2 separate regions of the Danio rerio genome follow, and region 1 is linked to region 2. A link is a contact called in public Hi-C data. All regions are on one chromosome and are shown on one strand. The core of a region is the stretch at or near the end of the contact, and the rest is flanking DNA. Distances in the headings are between cores, read along the strand shown.

What was found. Hi-C and Micro-C count contacts between places; a contact is called where the count stands out from the background.
Region 1: a contact with region 2 is called in a Hi-C map of hematopoietic stem cells, with 2.1 times the contacts expected there. The contact joins the promoter of dera here to the promoter of cnot4b in region 2. A contact is called at or near these places in 2 of 18 Hi-C or Micro-C datasets (hematopoietic stem cells and an unstated tissue) and 1 of 4 datasets of contacts at active chromatin or transcription factors (embryo).

Annotation. Positions count from the first base shown.
Region 1 is chr4:13,337,681-13,342,699 of GRCz12tu, reverse strand. dera (deoxyribose-phosphate aldolase (putative)) reads left to right here and starts at 1,408. Exons shown (of 9, transcript NM_001006097.2): 1 at 1,408-1,587; 2 at 2,094-2,191; 3 at 2,279-2,426; 4 at 4,258-4,353; 5 at 4,477-4,611. The coding sequence starts at 1,557.
Region 2 is chr4:12,857,605-12,862,560 of GRCz12tu, reverse strand. cnot4b (CCR4-NOT transcription complex, subunit 4b) reads left to right here and starts at 3,090. Exons shown (of 13, transcript NM_201169.1): 1 at 3,090-3,285.

The DNA.
Region 1 (5,019 bases), core at 159-2,658, 480 kb before region 2:
CATGAATGAATAACATGTCTCCAAAGGAATTGAACCAATAACAGTAGAAAACTTGCTGGGTTATTGAGATTTTGTAACGAAAAAGGACTCCGTTGTAAGAAAAGTATACCATCTTTATTATATAACTGACTAAACAAATAATTTTGCATTTTTGCGAGATTTGCGTTTGTATGAATTGTCTATTATTCCAAAATAACAACAAAGTGGGGAGAAATCATGCTTATAGATGAATGACCATGATGAGCACTTGTTTGTAGAAGGCAGATATCTTAATTGGAGTTTTGTCTCTATTATAATTAACGTTACTCATCAAAATAAAACTAAGACCACCAGTCTTTAATAAAACATGATAATCTCCGCTTTGAAGTGCATACAGCATACGAACGTACTCCCGCATATAACTTGAAACGGCATTCAACCCCTCTAATAATGTCATCCATGATTTTCCCTGTCCTTCGTCTTTCGGGAGATCGTGGTCATTAAAGTAAGGGTGTTGTTTTCTTCAGTTGGAGCAGCCGAGAACGCAGCAATCACAGCGATGAGATGACCCTGCCATTCTTTCTTAAATAAAAGACAAATTAACTAAATGCATGTGCTATTGTTTCAGTAGTATTTTAATTTAATATTTTTCTTCATATGATATTTAGTCCGTCGCATTTAAACCGTATGTTGTTGGGACGCTGTTTCGCTAACACCGGAACCAGGAAGTGTGAAAAGGCCTATTGGCGCGCTCGAATACCAAATGCGTAATAATTTAGGCGGGGTTAAGCAAAGCAGGTGATTTGAATATACAATACAGATATCTACAACAGAGTTTTGACTAGTCACAATGTTAATTAAAGATATCTACAATTATATTCTTCCTAGTCACAAAGCTCACAATTCCATTTCAAGATATCTCTAAATGAATTTTGACTAGTCAAAAATCCAATTCAAGATATACAATTGTAATTCGACTAATAGTAAATTAATGAGAGATATCTTCAAATATTTGTAGATATCTCTAAATGTATTACGACTAGTAGAAACTCAGTTAGAGATATCTCTAATTACAATTGTGACTAGTCGAAATTCATTTAGAGATATCTCTAATTACAATTGTGACTAGTCAAAACTCATTTAGAGATATCTGCAAATATGTTTCAATGGAAGTCAATGGAGGAATATGACTAGTCATAATATATTTGCAGATATCTCCAATATGATTTCGTACTAGTACAATTGTAATTGCAGATATCTCTAATTGTCATTCTGACTAGTCAAAATATAATTAGAGATATCTCTAAATATATTTATGGATAGTCAAAACAAAGTAGTAAATGTTAAAACGGCTTGCCATAGTGCACCTCAAACGAGCCTTTTAGTAAATACAAAAAACGTCATTATTCTACGCCTTGCTTAGCTGTGAAATGATTGGCTGAGAGCGTTGACGTATCAGTGACTAGCAAGCAATCCAGGAAGACGGCAAGTAGCGTAAGCTGTCAACGTGAGGAGCTGCAGCTTGTCAAACAACCGGATTTTTACAATTTATTTCATTCAGTGATTTACATTTCATCATGTCTGCGAGAAATCCAGGAATGCACCTTGGTTAGTACATCTTCGTTCTTATTATGTTTACAGTCAAAACAAAACGAAGCTTACTTTAATACCGCTACTTTCCCACGTGATAAGGTTTCATTCAATAATATAAATAAAAACTATACCATTACTATATTGTATCACTATACTATTACTATTTACAAACACATTTTCTTAAAACAGAGTTGTAAACATATTGGCTTCACTTAAACTATTTTACATGAAGTGCAAAGTATCTTCTTTGTGTTTTGTGTGGTTAATCTTTAACTCCAGCAGTTATTAACTCACTTATAACTTTCATAACATGTCCTGTGAATGTTGAATGTGGTTTTATTTTTCTTTCTTGTTTTCATGTATGCTGCTGATTCTGAGATGAATGGAAATGAAATGCCTTTGATGAATCTCCCATGACCCATGTGTCTCATGACTCGCATTAACAGAAGAAGGGAGAAAGGACAAATACAAATCTGCCCTTTTAAAGTTATTTTATGTCATTTATTCTTGCTTTATTTTAGATCTGGAATGGGTGTCAAAAGTCAGGGTCAACACTCAGGCTGTTCATAAAAGAGCTCAGCAGATCCAGGGACGCAAAATGGCCAAGAAGCAGTGGCAGGTAAACAAGCTGCAAGATTTGTCAGACATAATTATTAGATTTGCCGGACTTAAATATAACATACATTCACCTCCTCTGCTATTGTAGGCTGCCTGGCTGCTAAAGGCTGTCACATGCATCGATCTGACGACCCTCGCCGGTGACGATACTCCTTCCAATGTCCATCGACTGTGTATGAAGGCCACACAGCCCATAAGACATGATCTGCTGAAGAGCATGGACATGCATGACAAAGGTCTGCCTGGAGGATTTTTTTGCAGGGATTTGTCACTTGAATCCTGTTGGTGCACTTGAATGAGTGATTCTGTCTCTGTTGTTTTCTGTCAGTCATATTGCAGTTTCAGTGTCAAATGTGTGTTTTTTTTCTATTAAATGTAGGTAAAAAAATTAACCCAAATTACAGTTAGCTTGTTAGATAAAAAAAAAAAAGTGTCAAATAAATTCAGAGACTTGGATAATTACACCGGTACTGCTAAAGCTTAATGACAAGTTAATAAGTCATTATTAAATGGCCAAAATGCTGTATTTTTTTTGATAATACATTGTAATATAAAGTAAAATAATTTAATAATATTAATCTATTTAAAATAAATAGTATATATACATTTTAAATTCAAAATATATTTACAGTATTACTGTTTTTACTATATATTTACCCAAACTTTTAAACATTGTATGTTTTATTCAGGGCTTGACATTAACACCTGTCAAATGTAGGTAGATCTCAACTGTTGTGGCTTAGACAGACAACCCCTTTATCCACTTTGGCTGGTTGAAGTTATTTTTAAACTGCCAGATTTGCCTCGTCCCTAAAAATTAAAATGTATTTTTAAGATTGTTTGTCACAGTGCACGCAAATGTGATCTTAGAACAGAGAAGCCGCACGATTGATAACTTTTCACACAAGCAAAAGAAAGCAGGTGATTACTGAATGAGAGGATGATCAGGCAAATGGATTCGACACAGGCTATCCTCGCGCACCCACAGTCCTGCTGCTTTCAAGAGATCCAGAATTTTTGGAAGCAGCAACTGTTGCCGCTTTCGCTTTTACCATTTTTTGAACAGATTATTAATGGACCCAACAGTAACAGTGTTCACCTGATTATACTTTCACCATTGCACACAGAATGGTTCACACCTGCTTTCTTTTGCTTACAGTTATTTTTATTGATATGGTTTATTTATCATCCTTTACAATAACATAATATAAACATAATAGGATATTAACTCTCCATTTATCTATAGTTACCTGATGATCTGGGACCTGGATAAACTACTGCATATAGTTTTAGATAAATTAGAATAATTTTTTTAAATGTCAATGTTTTTTAAGAATATTTTTTGAGTAAAAAGTGTAGGTATACAGCTATATTTTGCTTGTTTTGACACTTTAAAAAAATTATGACAAAGAAATAATTAGTTTAGAGCGGCCAGAGAAAAAAAAAAGGTAAATCCTAAGTGTTGAGCCCTAAAAAGTCATGTTAAATAAAAAAGTTAAGGAGGCATGTGGACATAACACAGAATTTAAATCGAATAATTTTAGCACGCCAAAGTCTATTTATATTTTCTCTTTATAATATCTATTTATTCAACAACAAGATTGTGGCCAGTGAAAATGGCAAGTGGCTAGTAATGTTGGAAAACTACTAGCCACACTGGCTGGAGATCAAAAAAGTTAATGTCAATCCCTGGTTTTATTTTATAAATTGTAGTAATGTGAAAAATAATGTTTTAAATATTAAGATCTATATATATTTATATATATTTATCTTGTATAATGTTTTCAGTATTGATCACATATCTTTATATCTGCCCACAAGAGGGAGACAAAGCTCTTTTCAAAGAAATTGTTTATGTGAATTGACCAGTAACTTATTAACTTACTGACTAAATTTAATAATAGTAATGTGCAACATAATAAATAGCATACATAAACAGAACCTTTAAGTGTCTTTTTGTTTGTTTATTCATGTTTTGTACATTTATTATTAATTTTTGTCTGTGCATTGAAAATATAGTTGGAACACTGCTCGAGTGTGTTTATGAGTGCATGTGTGTGTTTCAAGGCATCTCGACTGCAGCTGTGTGTGTGTACCCATCACGGGTGGCTGACGCTGTGAAGTCTCTGAAAGCTGCCAACTCCAGTCTTCCTGTTGCGTCGGGTATGCCGTTAGAAACCGCTTATCTCAAAAAACACTTAATTCTTTCTTTAGTCATCATCCTAGAGAGGGTGCAACAGCATTGTCTCGCCTCATGTTGTTTACAGATCTTTCTCTACGTTACAGTGGCCACTGGTTTCCCTGCTGGACAGACGCCACTGAAGACCCGTCTCGAGGAAGTCCAGATGGCTGTGAAGGACGGTGCTGCAGAAATTGATATCGTCATAAACCGGACATTGGCACTCACTGGACAGTGGGCAGGTGTGTGTGTGTGTGTGTGTGTGTGTGTGTGTGTGTGTGTGTGTGTGTGTGTGTGTGTGTGTGTGTGTGTGTGTGTGTGTGTGTGTGTGTGTAAACAATATCATTAAGCTTACATACAATAACAGAATGTAATACCTTGGTATCAGTACTAAAATAAATCGAAAGGGTGAAGAGACAATTGTGACCTGTCAGGTTAACATGAGGCACTTCAACTGAACATTTCTACGTTAGGTAATGTTTAACTTTATTCATTAGTCAAAATCATTTCAAAGATTAAATACTAATTCAAATAATCAATATAATAAAGTAATGAGAAAAGGGATAAACGTTGATCCTTCCTGGACGGATGTGAAGACAGAAATTCACTCCAACAAAACAAATAATATCAGCATAGGAATATAAGCAGAG
Region 2 (4,956 bases), core at 1,841-4,340:
AAAATAAAATATAAATGTGTTAAATACTTGTTATATAGGATACATATAATAATAGTATGTCATTAGCACCAATGACTATCAATGCTGTGGGGTTAAACTGTATAATTCTTTAATTATGACCGTTTTAATCATAGCTCTATCATTTAATTTATCTTTGCAGGGGGATTCCACCAAAGTTTAAAAGATGTCTGAGCACCGGAAATATGTTTAAAATGCTGTTTCTTAATTCCTTTCATAATAGAAACAAACGTGGATGACTGCTTGTTAGAAAAACATATTTCTTGTACATTTTTGTGACTCCCTTTATGTTTCTTTTTTCTGGATATTTCTGGTATTTAATTTGTGCATTAACATTTCAATAAATTTAGCCAAGCAGTTTTAGTGCTTTTTATGTATTTCTTTATACAATATATGAATATAGAGTACAATCAGAGAGAATAGAGAGAGCTGACAGAAAGTTTTGCAACTATAACTTTAAGAAAAGTTATTATATGTATAAATACATTTGAAATGTGCAGCCATGAGGCAATGTGGTATAAAAAAAAACAGTGTATGTAATAAATATAGTTCATATCAGTTACTTTAGAGGTATAATAGTATTGCACACGTTTACCCATATCAAATGTAATGGAAGTTTATAGACATGCATTTGGGGAAGTTCAAGTTCTCAGGAAAAGTGTTGTGCAATTTTTAAAGCGTGCTTAATAATATGCAGTGATGTCTTCATAAGGACGTTATCAGCTGCACAGCAAAGCAGGAGGAAATCACACAAATCCGATAGATTGAATGTAACATATGTTCATATTTCAAAGGTAAATGACAATTTGTTCATTTATTCTTGTCAAAGCAGGATTAGAACTGTCATTTATGTTTATTGTTATTCGTACAAAAATAATAAATAATGATTTTTTAAAAAGTAAAACACTATAAATTATATAGAGTTGTTCTAATAAGTGTTCTAAAAAGCACTGCATTGTGTAGCAGTTTATAGTTGCCAATCTGTATTTGTTTTGTAATATACAATAGATTTTTAAGACATGTGAATGTGACAAACATATATTAAATATATAAAATAAAAAATGTCATCAATAATAACATTTGATTTATAACAGTTTTATTGATTTTTACTAAATATTTCTACATGTATTTCTATAGCTATGGCCGCTTCAATATTCTCAGTTTTGCTGGATCTACTGCTTTTACCAGGTACGTGTTTCTGGGAAGTAGATTGTAGACAATATAATCCATTGCATGGAGGACAGCTACAACAGCCTCTTCATCCTGTCCAAAAGCTTTGTTTAGAGCGAATGGTGCAACTGTTCTTCACTCAGCATGTATAGGGCCATCAATGTAAACGATGACTCTCTGGTTTTCGCTTTGTTAGAGCCCATACTGACAAACTCTCTGCTCAAGAAGGAGAGGAGGAAGGAGGAGGAAGATGTACCTGCAGTGGCTTAGGGCTATTCTGCAGAGTGTAGACCAGAGCAAGATTTTAAAGGATGTGGCTGCTGGAATTGCTGACTCGTGTCCTCAGGTGCCTCTTAAGGAATAAAGATCTGTTTATTATATTTGTTAAAAAAAATGTGATTCAGAAAAATACTTTACAATCCTTCATAGGTCATAGATTTGTTAGTTGTTGATGTTTTTTAAGTGTGAGATACAAATAATATTGTGGACATGAAAAGTCTTCATTCTGAAATAATTAGCCTACATCTCCATCTACTGGTAAACTTTGGAAGTGGGTCAAACATGAGAACTATAAAATGAGAAATATAAGTTTGTAATAATTTAATTGTGCAGTGAAATAAAATATGTAAATGAAATATGTACATATAAATATACAAATTTAAATAAAATACTGATAAATGTGAAATGGTGTCTGTCTCATGCATTTTACTCCTATAATATTATTAATAATAATAATAAAAACCATTATTTTTATTATTATTAACAGCCTTATTGACAATTATGAAAGTATTTTTAGACATATACAATTGTGTAGACACGACTTAATATAGGCCATAACATATATCAAGTGATTTTATTTCTACAGATATTACTTTGCATATTTTTTAAGCCTAATGTAGCCTTGTCTTTTTGAACAGTTGAATATTTTCATAGGTAAAACTTGACAAACAAATAAATCCTGAGGAAGCTAAAAAAAATGTATATTCATATGATACGTAGTTTGCCAATAAAGCTATAAATCATTAGTTCATGCAAAAAAAAATTACATTCCCCTAAAATATCATTGAATAGCTACAGTTCAAGTAAGAACAGTTTTAGTGCAGCATGTTGCACACTGCATTATCCGTTGATTATCTGGATTGTCCGTGTTCATACAACCATTGGTTTTTGGAGATCACAATTTCAAGATGTCAACTTGAACGAGACTTAAGATTTCCAGACGTTTTTCTATTATAAATTAAATTAGAGAGGTATCATTTAAAATTGTTAATAATAATCATCCTGTAAAACAGATAATTGCAAAATTTAGTAAAGATGCTGATTTAAAATGTGCTTTCTGTAATGATAAAGAAGAGAGTATTGTTCATTTATTTTATAATTGTATTTATACACAATAGTTTTGCTGTGATATTTTCTTTTTTGATTAAGCAGAGTACAAATATTGTGTTCGAATTCAAAGAAAAAGATGATTTTTTTTATGAGAATGCATTTGACTTTAAAATTTGGTATCTTGATTATTTGATCATTATATATGGACAATTTTTCATTCTTAAATGTAAATGGACAGTGAAAAAAACTAGTTTTACTCACTTTAAAATCAAAAGAGGTCATTGCTTATTTACGATAAAAGAAACAAAAAATACCAAAACAAAAAGAACTGCTATTATCTTAAAGCTTTAAAATGTGTCCTGGGGATAATTGTAATGTTTTTTTTTTTTCTTTAAATTGTATTCAGTTTAAAGTCAATATAATGTTGTTATTTCTCTTGTTTGTTATGTGTTCTAAAACTGCAACAACAACAAATACCCCAAACACTACATTACCCAGTAAACCCAATCCCACAATCAACTGCGCATGCGCTGAAAAGTCACTACTTGACGCGCCCCTCCCCTTTCTATTTCAATGTAAGATGGTGGTTAGGAGGCACTGTCGCTCTACAGAGAGGCTGTAACACACAAGACTTGGTGTTTTCGCATCAAATCACACAGGAGCAGGGACAAACCATCCCAGGAATTTATACTGTGACCTGCTGTGCTAGACCTGAGCCGCTCACATAGATTGTATTTGCTGTGAATCTGACTGTTCACATAGACAGGGGTGAGTATCCCACCAAGGCCTCTCTTGTCCACCGCCTCCACATTCAACTGCTTTTCTTTTTTTCAGATCACCTCTTTATTACACATCTCATCCCTCTTACTTGCCAAACACGTCCATTTCTTGTGGAAATGCCCATGTCGTGTGTGTTTAATCGGAGTAACGTTAGCCGTCATGTTAGCTGAGTAGCTGCTAGCCGCACCGTTTGACCGGCTTTTAATAAAATACACGAAAATTAACCATCGCTTTGCCAAACACTGACTTATTATTTGCTACACGTGTTTTGAGAAGGCATATACTTCATGTACACAAATGTCAGTTCACGTTTCAGCCGGTTGAATAACTTCCATATGTGTTAGCCTAGCTGGAAGCCACCAACAAGGAAACATTGCATTTCTGGACATGCTTATTATGTACTTTGACAATAAGGGAATTTCCTTTGTATTTTGGCAGTCAGTTAGCGTTATTGCGTTATCATTTTTATTATATGACGTCTGACATTTGCTCCGTTAACTGCAGTTATTTTTATTATTTGTGTCCACACCCTTTATTATTGTGTGATTGGGTTTGACAGGAGGTGCATGCTACAGGTTTTCTTTGACCACATGCATCTGTCATTCTTTCCATAAGGAATGTTATGAATCCAGCGTCTATTAGAAGATGATTTTGTGTGTGTGCTGGTTGCAACTTTAATTGAACTCTGCAGTTTCAGTGTTGAGTATGCACTAATAATGCAGTTCAGTCAGCAATGGGCCTTTTGAGCTCACCATCTGCTTATTGTCTTTAAGATGTAAGCATTTTGTAAACAATTTGAAGATTAAAGCTGCGTAGTGTTGATCCAGACTCTTTTTTTCTTGCCTCTGTGGAACACAAAATGCCTTTTTAGCTGCAATGACAGATTATATTGAAAGAAAGTCATGCAGGTTTGGATTATCACGTTGTGTCATAATTTAAAATCCCTTTCCTTAAACCTTTTTGTTGCATGGTGTGATTTAACAGTGTATATTGATTGTAATGCAAGGTTTGCCAGTTAAATTGATGCTTCATGAAGTAGGCTTTTGCTTGAGTTGCGCTGTGGGCCAGTTTTAGTTGGACCGAGATGTTCCAGAACATCACCAGGCATTGTTTGGGCCAGACACAATGTTTGTGAGACCGTTTTCGGTCAAGGGTCATTGCTGTCATACAATCCTATTCTGGATAGATGTCTGCGTAGGTGTTCAGTTGCATAAAAGTGAACGTCTTTGTAGCTGGCTAAATAAATTCATTATCTGTCAGAATGGATAACATGCCTTTCTGTCCAAGTCTTCTATTAATTTCAGCGTGAAGGTCAGTCTTTTTTATTAATATTGTATTTTATCACTGTGATGTTTTCAGAGCTGTCTCCATCATGTTAGAACATTCTCTTTTTTTTTGTATTTTGTAATGCTTTTATTTGGTCTACAGGGAATTTTCTTTTTGGCACAGACATATCTTTCATTGCTTGCCGGTGCCTCTTCGATCTGCTCACGAAGAGCAGCCCACAAAAGGACTCGACGCCCACTCTGATGATAATTTCAGCTCCACTTTTGTATGACATCAGAATGATGCCAGCTGAGACAACTGTCTTTTCACTGTGTCAGCGTACTGCATTTATTTATTTCATTACATTACAGTGTTCTTACTGTGTGTAGTAGA